Regions from separate parts of the Mus musculus genome. Here region 2 is linked to region 1. A link is a contact called in public HiChIP or PLAC-seq data. All regions are on one chromosome and are shown on one strand. Each heading gives the region's core, a stretch centred on a gene start, on an enhancer-like site or on the middle of the called end of the contact. The rest is flanking DNA. Distances are from core to core; before and after follow the strand shown.

Region 1 (5,849 bases), core at 2,185-4,684:
CTCAGAGCATCTGCCTGACAAGCCAGTCGGTTCTGCCTCACCCGGGGGTCAGCAGAAGGGAGCTCGGGGCACCTGGGAGATGGGTGAGCAAAAGGGCACACCCATAGATGAGTGCAAGAGGACAGAGCACTCATGGTTCAGGGGCACAAAGGGATTTTAGGGTCTAGAGAGCTGGGGTATAGGATCTTCAGCTCTTCATCTTTATGGCTGAATGGGGCACTAGGGGGATAGACTTACATCACCTTTTGGACTGGGCCAAATCAGGCTTGTATGTGCCTGTGGGGTTTGTGGGGGTTCCAAGAAAGGACACCAGATATCCCAGGTGGTGTCCTGTGTGTGGTAGGATATGTTCAGTGCTGTGAATGTGATGGGGTGGGGGAGGGCAGGGTGGATCATGTGAGGAGCTCGGGAATGTCAGGACTGTGTACAGCAAGGGGTCATATGGACAGCACAGGAGCTGTGGGAAGGGTACAGAGGAGGCCTGCAGGGCCTTATTTTCTGTGCTCACATCCTGCTCAGGCATGGACAAGGAGACGAGGAAGGCTAGGGTCAGTAAGTCTCTGGTCTGTATTTGTGGGGATTCCTTCTGACATCTGAGCAGCCTTTTGGGGACCCAGCCAATCCCTGACTTTGTGTGTGGGGAGGGGAGGCTGAGGTGCAGCCCACCAGCTGGATTCAATTAAAGCTCTTACCAAAAAGCTAACCATACAAACACACACCCGTTCCCGCCACCCGTTCCCGCAGCCCTCACCGCTGCTGCCTGCCGACTCTCGGACTTCCTCCAGGGGAAAGTGAAGCCAGGCAGACTGATGACCCAGGAAGCCTGGGCACACCGGCTGTGTGCTACCCCTCCCTGCCCGGCTGAGGGCTTGAGGCCAAACTGCCTTCGGCATCAGCAGTTGCACCCATCAGCTGACAGGCCTTCCTTCCCTAATGTCACTGTGTCCCACCCTCCCAGCAAATCCAGAAGTGTCCTCTCTAGGGAAAAAGGACCAGTTCTCCATCACCACCTTGTTTCAGGAGCTACTGACCCTAGGATACCTCCATCGGCTCCCCTCCCACTGAGCTCCTGGGAATACTCGAGGTTAGGATAGGGCCCCCCATGGTGGTCCTGGTTTTTCTCCCAGCAGGCTGCCTGGAGACATTTGGCAGAACCTAAGGAAGACAGAGGTCTCCTGGGGAATTGGTATCTGTCTAGCATAAAACGGACACCTCTGGTGAGTTCCCAGAATCCAGGCAGCCCCTGCATTCCAGCAGACCCCTAGAAGAATGAAGAACGTCCAGGTTTGGTGGACTCCTTCCCATCTGAGTGAGGCCTTGATGGTGGGGACGTCGTTCTCTGCCTTTCCAGGTCTTATCAAACTATAGCTCCCCACTAACAGGGTCAGGGGGTTTCAAATTCACCTTTTCTGGTTTGTACAACCTCAGAGACCAGGACACGGAGGGAGGGACTCTACGCCTTCGCTCCGGTCCACGCCAGGCTATGTCTTGCCTCCTTCCCGCCCCTTTGCATCGCTGAACCTACCTTCCCCCGGCGAGCAGGTGGGGGGGCTTGGGGCTGCCCAGGAGGGCAGGAGCATCCCAGCCCGCTTCTGCCTGGAGCAGCCGCGGCGAGCCCTCGGGGAAAGAGGGCAGGGAAAAGTGCGGGTGGTCACGGCCCTCGTGACTGGTCAGGACGCTGGGCCAGGCTCGGCGCCCAACAAGGAAGAGAGCGGCCGAGGGGGCGCGCTAGGAGGCAGGACCCTGAGATGAATGCGGCAGGAGGAGTTTGGGACTTGGATTTGAACTGTGAGCCGGGGCTATGCTGGAGTAAAGTGGAGATGCCTGCTACTCCCTCACTCACTCCCGCGAGTGCCCTCTGTCCGGCGACGCGCCACGGGAACACTGTGGCCCCTTGCCCAAGGGGCCGGGCTGTCCAGGAGGCGGTGCCGGGAGGGGCCACCGAGGGTCCCCCGGGAGCCCGCTGGGTTTCCCAGATGCCTTCCCCGGCCCCCACCGCAAAGCTGGAGTCAGAAAGGGGCGGGAGGGCTGGCGGGGGCCACTCAGAGTTTCCAGCGACATTTCCAGGGTGTGGGAAGCGAGCTGCTCCACAAGAGCCAGGACACAGGGCAGGAGTGATTAACCGAATGGTCCCTGAGTGCCAGAGCCCGGGTGGGGCCGGAATTAGATACGCAGCCCTCGGCCTTGGAGAGGCAGGAGACAGGCCCGGAGGCAGACAGGCTGGGACCGAGATAAGTCACGGTGGCCCAGGAACAAGGCAACACCCGCTTGGGGAGAGAGAGTTCATGCTTGTTAGACCTAAGCGCACTGACCAGGCGTTTGCAAACACTCGTGTACTGGCAAACGTGAGGATGCTCACACACACGTGCAAAGTTTGGGGGAGGGAATCGACCGGCTCCCTGGACGTGCCACAGCATTGAAGAGGATAAGGGTGGGGCCCTTTGGGCGGGGATGAGGTTAAGAGGGTCTTGGTGTTCCCATTCACCGTATTTGTTTTGATCCTGCTTTTCCGCTGTTCCTACAGTGCTGACTGCTGACGCAGATCTGAAGGACACCGCCCACTGGCTCCCCATTCTCTCTGGCCCTCCCTCCTCCCCTCCTCGTCCAGTCTTCTGCTGGTAGGTGCCAGGGCAAATGTTTACTGACAATGGAAACCCTGGAGTACTCCTAGCCTAGGATTCACTGCGAACCCAAGTCCCCAACAAATCAACCGGTAAAAAAAACGGTTTCTGGTCCACTGCTGAGTATGGTAAATGACACCTACTGCCTTTTAATTGGTGCCTGAGCCACCTGGAGTTAGTGTTTCCCAGGACATCACAGCCCCTAGCACGCTCACCTCTTATTAGCTTCACATTTTCCCAGTTGTGGGGGAAGAACTGTTTGTGGTGCCCGCAAACAAAACCCACCCCCACCTCCCGGGAAACTTAGGTCAAGGACAGCTCAAGAGATGAGCGTGCCAGAGCTCCCATGAGTGGGGAGTCTTCAGGAAGCAGTTTCATAGGCTTCCAGAGATGTAAACCTGCTAACAGGGCTCTGATTCGCATACGTGAGGTGTTTTTAACGGATGTAGGTATTACACAGTACACGGTGTTTGTGGGAGGGGCGGAGGTAGGAAAGCTGAAGGGAGAGAGATGGAGGAGTGGAGGAGCTCTGAGACCCTCTTTGAGGTCAGGCAGCTGTACACAGCCTCTCTGCCACTTGATTATCCACCCATTCCAGGGAAGCAGCCTCCCCCTCCCCCAGGGGATTAAAAGTACTACCCATGTCCCTCTTTAAAGTTTTCCCACCTGTTAGGGTCCTTGGGACTAAGAAGGGCTACATCACTTTCATTGTCTTCTTTGTTGTTCAAAGACGAAGCTGAAGATCTTCCCACTCCAAGAATCCTGGCCATCCCCCTTCACCAGCAGTGAACTTCTTAGGCTCTAAGGCTCTGACCTGGACTCCAAGATAAATATTTAATGTAGAGGGTGCCGCTGAGCTGCCGAAGGTCCCAACTTCCTGTTTCTCACAAGAGAAGGCACAGTGTGGGCAAGGGAGCTGAGGACTGGCTACCAGTCCCATCTCTATGGGGATGGGGAGTCTAGTAAACAGTCTTGGAGGATGTAGGTTGGGAGGAACGGGGAGGGTGGCAATGGAGGGCTGAACTGCTGCAGCTCTGCTTTGTCAGTCAGGCCGGGGCTGGCTCGCCACCTCTCAGGTTGGAGCTCACTGTGTTCACAAGTATTCGGATGGCTTTACAAAACACGGAGGCACGAGGCGCTAGGACCGCAGGGCAGGTAAGTCCAAGGAAACTTAAATAATCTCCTGCCCTCTTTTCTGCCCAGATTTAGGGAGAATTCTTCCTCTTTTAAGAAGATTAGGGAGAAAAATGTAGCAAGAATTCAGAGACTGGACTTAGAGAGCCAGGTGTCTGGTTTCCTGACCCCTCCCCCTAGCTGTAGCTGGCTGCTGCCTGCCTGCCTCACCCTGAGTAGCTTCCAGTGGCACATTAGAGCCAGGTAACATTGTCCCAGATAGTGCAGCCCTGGTCAGTATGCCATGCTCTGTCTCCTGCACACCCTTCTGCTCAAGAGGGACCTCCTTCCCTAGTAGTCGGCTGCCTGCACCCCTCCAGCATGGCCTTGGGTCAAGGACTGCCATGGTTGCCACAGCCACCTGAGCCCATGTAAACACAGTTACGTAACTGCTCTGTTTTTTCTAGCTATCTGATCCCAGTCACCAGGAGCCCCACCCAGCCCCAGGCAGCCAATTCTGTCCTATGCACATTCCCCCACCCCTCAGCCCCATAGTCCTCTTGTCCTCCGCCACCAACTCAAAGTACCATTAGTCAAGTGACTACCAATTAGTCTCAATCACAATTAGTGTCCAGGACAGTCTAGCATTTGGATGAGACACTGACATCTCTGCTGCAGGCCTGACCTTCCTGTTCGGTAGAAAGGCACCGGCTAGTTCCTTCCCTAGGACAAACTTCAGTACATTCTTGAGGTAGGCTTTCATGTCCTTTTTGGTTTGTGCTCTTAGAAGAGTGTTCTCTTTCTACAGATCAGAAGGGAGTAGCCAAGAACACACGGACTCTTCTAGAGTCCGTAACCAACCCAGCAGTGAGGAGCTGAAGCCAAGTCACCATAGATATACTAGCACAGATCTCGACTCTGTTTCATCCCTGGGGCCATCTCCTGATTCCAGGTCTGGCAGTACTGCCAACTAAGCTCTATCAATGGGCCCACCTATGCCAATCACTCATGAGAACAGGGGCAAGCAAGGGAGGGAAGTGAAATGACCCACTTTGGGGCTCCAAGGGCCCTCTTACACACTGGTCTATCTGGAAGTCTGAGGTTTTTTTTTGGGGGGGGGGAGGGGGTTAGTCACTGCAAAGTGAAGGAACTCTAAGGGAAGCAACAACAATAAAAAAACACAGGGCAGGTCAAGGCAGGTCAATGTCAGACCTGGAAGCAAGGACAGGTATGTAAAACCCCACAAGAACAAGAGCCTGGAGATTTCAGGCCTGCTTTGAGCAAATATTTTCATAGCACACATATCATGGGCATCTCATGTTTCCTGGCATCTAAACCCCAAAGGCAGTGAAAAGAATCAGTTCCTGCCCAGTTTATCCAGTCTGTCCTCCAGGAGGCCTGGACACTGACTGACATCACATCCACCATGCGTCCCTTTTCGTGGATAAACAAACAGATGCCATGGCCAGACAGGAATGCCTGAGAAGGACCAACCTAGACAGGCTTCCTTTGGTTCTTACAAAAGGATGGAAGGAGCAAGTAGGTGACAGGTCTCGAGAAAGCAGACTTTGCAGAGTGATGCCCTCAGAGGGAATGGAAGTCAAGTCAGCCACAGACAAGGGCAAAGAACCAGGGCCTGGAAAATTGGGTCGGCCTCAGCCTTCCATCCCAGCTCAGGGAAACTGAGATAAGGGAGTCAGAGAGCTGACTGGCCGGCCAGAGGGTACCATGATAGAGTGCTGCTATCCAAACAAAGGCTAGCCTGTCTTCTGGCCTCCTTGAGTTCTATGATAAACTGTCTGTCTCCACTGTATTAGCAGTAAGACTCAATTTACCTCTAAGTGACCAATGCACTATCAAGAGTAAGCTTTGCAAATAAAATCTTAAGAGTTGTGATCTTTTAAAAAGTGAAGAGGAGGAAGCAGAAGAGGAGGAAGAGGAGGAGGAGGAGGAAGAGGAGGAAGAGGAGGAGGAGGAGGAAGAGGAGGAGGAGGAAGAAGAAGAAGAAGAAGAAGAAGAAGAAGAAGAAGAAGAAGAAGAAGAAGAAGAAGAGGAGGAGGAGGAGGAGGAGGAGGAGGAGGAGGAGGAAGGAGTGAAGCCATCTAATTACCCAGA
Region 2 (5,399 bases), core at 569-3,068, 34 kb after region 1:
TAAAACACAGGGCCATCTCTCCAGCTCTCAGTCTCAGATTTAAATGAAACAAAACTGGGGCAGTGGTGGCTCACACCTTTAACCCCAGCACTTAGGAGGCAGAGGCAGGTGAATCTTCAAATTTAGGCCAGCCTGGCCTACAGAGTGAGTTCCAGGACAGCCAGGGCTACACAGAGAAACCCTGTCTCCAAACCAACCAACCACCCACCTAATGGAGAGCCAGGTATGATGGTGGATGTTTAATCCCAGCACTAGGGAGGCCAAAGTAGGGTGGGAGTTTGAAGCTGGTCTGGGTTGTACAGTGAGATCCCATTTTAAAATACTAAACAAATATGCTCCCAAAGAGCCTAATCTCTCAGGAGATGAAGGACAAGCAGCAGCTTACATTCTAAACTTACTGACCTTTTTTTCCCAATAAGATCTCTTCTTCATCTAGGAATGGGAGTGCATACCTGTAACCCTAACACTTGGGAGATGAAGCACGAGGACCCCAAGTTCAAAGCCAGTCTGCATTACATAGCAAAACCTTGTCTCAAAACAGAACAAATCAGAAGAGGAGTTGGGGAGAGAGAGGTAGAGATGTCAGATTCTTGGGGAGCTGGTGCAGAGCAGAGTAAGATACCAGAGAGTGTCGCTAAGGCCTTCCCCATGCTAAACACATGCTTTACTACAAAGCCTCACCCCTTACCCAAGACCTTCTTATCTGACTGAATTTTGTACTTAAAAATAGGTGTCCAGGATATAGCTCAGGGGTAGAGTGCCTGCTTCACAAACACAAGGACCTGGGTTCCATCCACAGAGCCAAAAAATAAAAATAAGCAAATGAACACAATAATAAAATAAAACACAAAATTAAAGTAGAGCTCACAGTTACTAACAATTCACACTAAGATATTGCTGGACTTCTTTACCTTTATTGTTATAGACATCTAGGTAATTAGGGGCAGAGAAAATCGTAATAAGTGACGGAAAGCCAGTTGCTTGGTTCTTCCTATACATTCGGTACCTGAAAAAGGAGATATGAACTCAGGCATTTTTACACTAAAAGTAAAATCTGCAGGAAGGTGAGGTCTAAGTGCAACCTACCCCGCATCCTGGGCTTCATGGGCTCTGATTATTGATAATAAACTGTTGTTCTGTAAAAATTCACAAACTGCAGGGTAACTGAAAAAGAAAATGAGAAAAACCTAAATATGGAATTATAGCAGTTATGTTTTAATAGGAAGAAACAGAACACCCAATCTGAGAGTTGTTTTAAGATTACAGAGACTATGGACTCTGCAATTTTAAAGATTTACTTTATTCTATGAGGCTTTTGCCTACTTGTATGGATATGCACCATCTGAGGGTCTAGTTCCCACAGAGGCCAAAGGAGGGTGGCAGATCCCATGACTCTGGAGTTACAGACAATTACGAACCACCATGAGCGCTGGGAACTGAACCTAGGTGTTAGAGCCATCAGAGTGATAATTTTTTTCTTTACCCTGACTAGCTTCCAAATCAATGAGATGATACTGTAAGTCTTGTTTAATCAAGCTTTACACCACAATAGCTGGTCAATATTAATCTGTTTTAATCCTCTAAAATATTCTGGCTCCCTCCCAGCCCGAACCCCCAAGATCCTTGTATTTTAGCACTGCTCTGGGTCGCTCAGCTCCAGGTGTGTTCTCAAGGTCCCCTCCACCCTCCCTCTCCTCTGAGTGAATCCCACTTCCCATCGCCCTTTCTCCCCTCCCCCGACCCTCCCCCCTGGCTGGCATCGGAAGTCCAGCCCCATTCCCTCCTCTGCCCAATCATTGGCTGATCAGCTTTTATTGACAGACCAGAGAATCAATAAGGAGCATCACATCACAGAGGCAGGAGGAGAGTCTTAAAGTAAGTATTACAATGCCATGTCAGGATTGCAACCAGACGTGGAGGCAGAGAAATCAGCACTTGAAAAATACATGGATAATCTTCAAACACTGCACAATAACATTGTGCCTCCACCCAGGCCTTCTGGAAAAACAGCCAGTGCTCTCAACCACGGAACCATCTCTCCAGCCCTACGACTGAACTTTTATTAAAAGCTCAGAAACCAGCTCCTCCCTCACAACCTCCCTCCTCAGAGCGTCTTAAACCCAGGCCTCTCCGAGAATCCTTGAGAGGACAGGAAGCAGGTCTAATGAGTAACTCCTCCAGCCCAGAGGAAAAACACTCTATGTCTGTCTGTCGAGTATATTATATTCAATTTCGATTAAAAAAAAAAAAAAAAAAGCTCAGAAACCAGTGATTTCTATTTCACACTACTATCAAACTTGAAGAAGACACCTTAGAATAGAAAGTTTCTCCATCTTTTAATTTATTTTACCTTAACACTACTAGTATTAGGATCAAAAATGTTGGTATTTTGATACGAAGATGTATCACAACTCCATGTATGCATGTATGTGTATACAGTAGGTCCTACAAAATTAGTGCATGCTTTTCTTAAATCATCAAACCTTTAGAAAAATTAAAAGAATCTACTTATAACTTTATATGTAATATCAATAGCAAGATAGTACTATGCATGGCTATCTCAGGAGTAGATATAAATATTATAGACCACCATACTCTAATGATATCTGCATATACTCCTAAAATGGTCTTTTTTTTTTTGAACTTCTGTTTGACAACCAGGAAGAACTAGGATATAAAATTACCATCAGAATTTGTAGCTGTTACTTACTTATCTTTTAGAAAGTATTTCTTTCTTGAATTGGGATATAACTAAGCTGGTCTACTGCTTGTGCAGCATACAAATTCCGGGGTCCAACCCCTATACACCATATTTTAGGGATGCTGCGCATGTAACCCCAGTACTTGGGAGGTGAGACAGAAGAAGCAGAAGTTCAAGGCTGTCTTTTCCTACATAGTAAGTTTGAGACCAGCCTGGGATGCACGGGATCCTGTCTGAGAAAAAGGGGGCAATTTTCTTTTTACTATGCTCAGTGGAAAATGTATAATTTTAAGATCACCTATATATGACATTATCACAATTTCGGAACAGGAAGTCCCCCTCTTGACTGGCATAGGAACAATGAATGGTCTGTTAGCCATTCATAGACTGTGAAGCAGTTTTGAGAAGGCCTTAGGAATGAGGTAGGAGGCTGTGGAATTCTGGTAGAGCCCACGGCCAAGGATTCATGCCATGAGACATTGTTCCTAGGTTCCGTATGAGGTTTAAGATTCCTAGGAGCCTCTGGCCATATTTTCATCAACCACTTAAGTGTTTCCGATGTTTTCTTGCATAATGATATTTTATGTAAATATAAGATTGAATCATTAACATTGAACTCATGGCCAGGAACACAACTCACACTTGACAAATCTCTGTAAGTTACACTACAGTCTGCTTTGCTCACGGACACTGGACAGCACTTTGTGTGATACCATTATCAACACTGAAAAAGACTGCTGACAGAAAAGTGCAGAAACAGAAACAAAACTGTGAGGTGGGGGTGGAGAGATGGCTCAGTGATTAAGAGCTGCTCTTGGAGAAGATCTGGGTTTGGTTCTTAGCACCCACATCTGTAATTCCAGTTCTAGGGGTTCTGGCCCCCATGGATACCAGGAAGACATGTGGTACAGAAACATACATGTGAGCAAAACACTCCTACACGTAAAACAAAAGAGAAAAAAAGACTAAAAACAAGAGTCAGCGCATGACTTCTAATGTCAGCTGTAAGCCTGCGCCGTATGGGCTGGCTCAGGTGCATCTGTTGTTCTGCCAAGTGTGTCCACCAATGCTATAAGAGCTCTGTGAGGACGGACTGGGATGCAGGGAACTCAGGTGAGTATGGGGATAGCTGCAAGCCAAGTGTTAGGAGGAGAATTTCTGGGTGGAAGGCCTGTGTTGTAAGAGGTGTTGGCAGGTGACCACAGGAACTGTAACAAATGACATTTGGCCAATAATGCTAAGTCCTTAAGCAACATCATAAGAGGGAAAAGTTAAATTGTTTCAGTAAATAAGTCACTAGAAAGATAGATGGCAGAGTAGAATTCAAAACGATTATTTTAAAAATGTTTAGGGGCAAATTAAGGCTTCTTTTATACATATGTATCATTTAATTACTGTATTATCTTAACCAGTTAGCAAGATTTTTAAAGAACTAAATTTGTCATAATAAAACAGTGGAATTAAAATTAGTTTAGATTTCAATGTCTTTATTTTCTCTACTTTATTTATTTATTTATTTAGGCTTGGCAAACCATACCAAGAGCTCACATGTGAACTTTAGGACAATAACTTCCAGGAAAAGTCCTAGGCTTGGATCAGTGTTCTGGGTTTTGGTTTTGGTTTGTTTTGGTCAATAGCAGAAGTTCCAAAAGCTGGGAGCAAGCCAGTAAGCAGCACCCTCCATGGTCTCTCCATCAGCTGCCTCCAGGTTCCAGCCCTAGTTCAGTTCCTGTCTTGACTTACTCCAATGATGGATTGTGATCTGATAAGCCAAATGAACCCTCCCTGCCCCCCCCCCCCAAAAAACTTGCTTTTTAGTCATAGTGTTTTGTCACAGTAACAGTAACCCTAAGAGCGTAGGCCTGGCTGGCTTGGCACCCACTATGTAGATGAAGCTGGCCTTGGACTCACATTGTGCAGCAGCCTGCCTGTTCTCAAATACTGGGATTATGTACGTACGTACGTACATACATACATACATACATACATACATACATAGAGAGAGAGAAAGAGAGAGAGAAAAAAAAGAGGGGGGGGAGGGAGAGGGAGAGAGAGAGGGAGGGGGAGGAGACATGCTCAGTGCTAAAGAGCACTTCCTGTTCTTGCAGAAGACCCAGGTTTCTTTTGCAGCCCCCACCCCTCCCCGTCCCAGATGGCTCATAATCATCTGTAACTACCAGATCCAAGGGATCCGATGCCTACTTCTGGTCTCCACAAGCACCAGGTACACATGTAGTTTACACACACACAGACAGGCAAAGCACCGACACACATAAAAATAAGAGGCTGGAGAGATGGCTCAGTGGTTAAGAGCACTGACTGCTCTTCCAGAGGTCCTGAGTTCAATTCCCAGCAACCACATGGTGGCTCACAACCATCTGTAATAGGATCCAATGCTCTCTTCTGGTGTGTCTGAAGACAGCTATAAAATATAGAAATAATAAAATAAAGAAATAAAATCTTTTAAAAGTCAGATCGTTAGGAAGTATCTAGATGATATCTAGAAACAAATAATAAATCATTTAGAGCTTATAACAGTGAGATACTGGGAGAGGTTTTAACTGTGTTCACTAATCTGTACTTCTTATGATCTCATGTCTAAGAACATATTAAAGCTTTCCTGCTATTAAGGGATTGAACAAGTGCTTGCCCAGGATGTGTAAGGTCCTGGGTTTGCTCTCCAACACCAAAATGAAAG

What was found. HiChIP or PLAC-seq counts read pairs in DNA pulled down with a chosen protein or histone mark.
Region 2: a contact with region 1 is called in an H3K27ac HiChIP or PLAC-seq map of extraembryonic endoderm stem cells. The contact joins the enhancer-like site here to the promoter of Sorbs3 in region 1. A contact is called at or near these places in 12 of 39 promoter capture datasets (the C10 cell line, the HPC-7 cell line, cranial neural crest and 7 more), 2 of 15 datasets of contacts at CTCF or cohesin (CD8 T cells and large pre-B cells), 16 of 484 Hi-C or Micro-C datasets (the MNK3 cell line, the N1E-115 cell line, Sertoli cells and 10 more), 8 of 115 datasets of contacts at active chromatin or transcription factors (bone marrow-derived dendritic cells, embryonic fibroblasts, embryonic stem cells and 4 more) and 3 of 9 other capture datasets (adipose tissue, liver and pancreatic islet).

Annotation. Positions count from the first base shown.
Region 1 is chr14:70,204,237-70,210,085 of GRCm38.p6, forward strand. It overlaps Sorbs3 (sorbin and SH3 domain containing 3), which reads right to left and starts at 3,435. Exons shown (of 21, transcript NM_011366.3): 1 at 3,288-3,435. The coding sequence starts at 3,391. It overlaps Gm26908 (a long non-coding RNA gene), which reads left to right. Exons shown (of 5, transcript XR_874791.3): 2 at 1,128-2,618; 3 at 3,352-3,776; 4 at 4,543-4,686.
Region 2 is chr14:70,239,818-70,245,216 of GRCm38.p6, forward strand. It overlaps Ppp3cc (protein phosphatase 3, catalytic subunit, gamma isoform), which reads right to left. Exons shown (of 14, transcript NM_008915.3): 7 at 1,087-1,164; 8 at 912-1,006. Among named protein-coding and RNA genes, the nearest start is that of Gm33790, 6.1 kb to the right of the region's middle. Within about 2 kb of position 1,819, at least 144 of the 459 cell types and tissues checked have an H3K27ac peak or open chromatin away from gene starts, as enhancers often do. A contact at or near this core is called in the N1E-115 cell line, Sertoli cells, adipose tissue and 10 more, where this site is marked.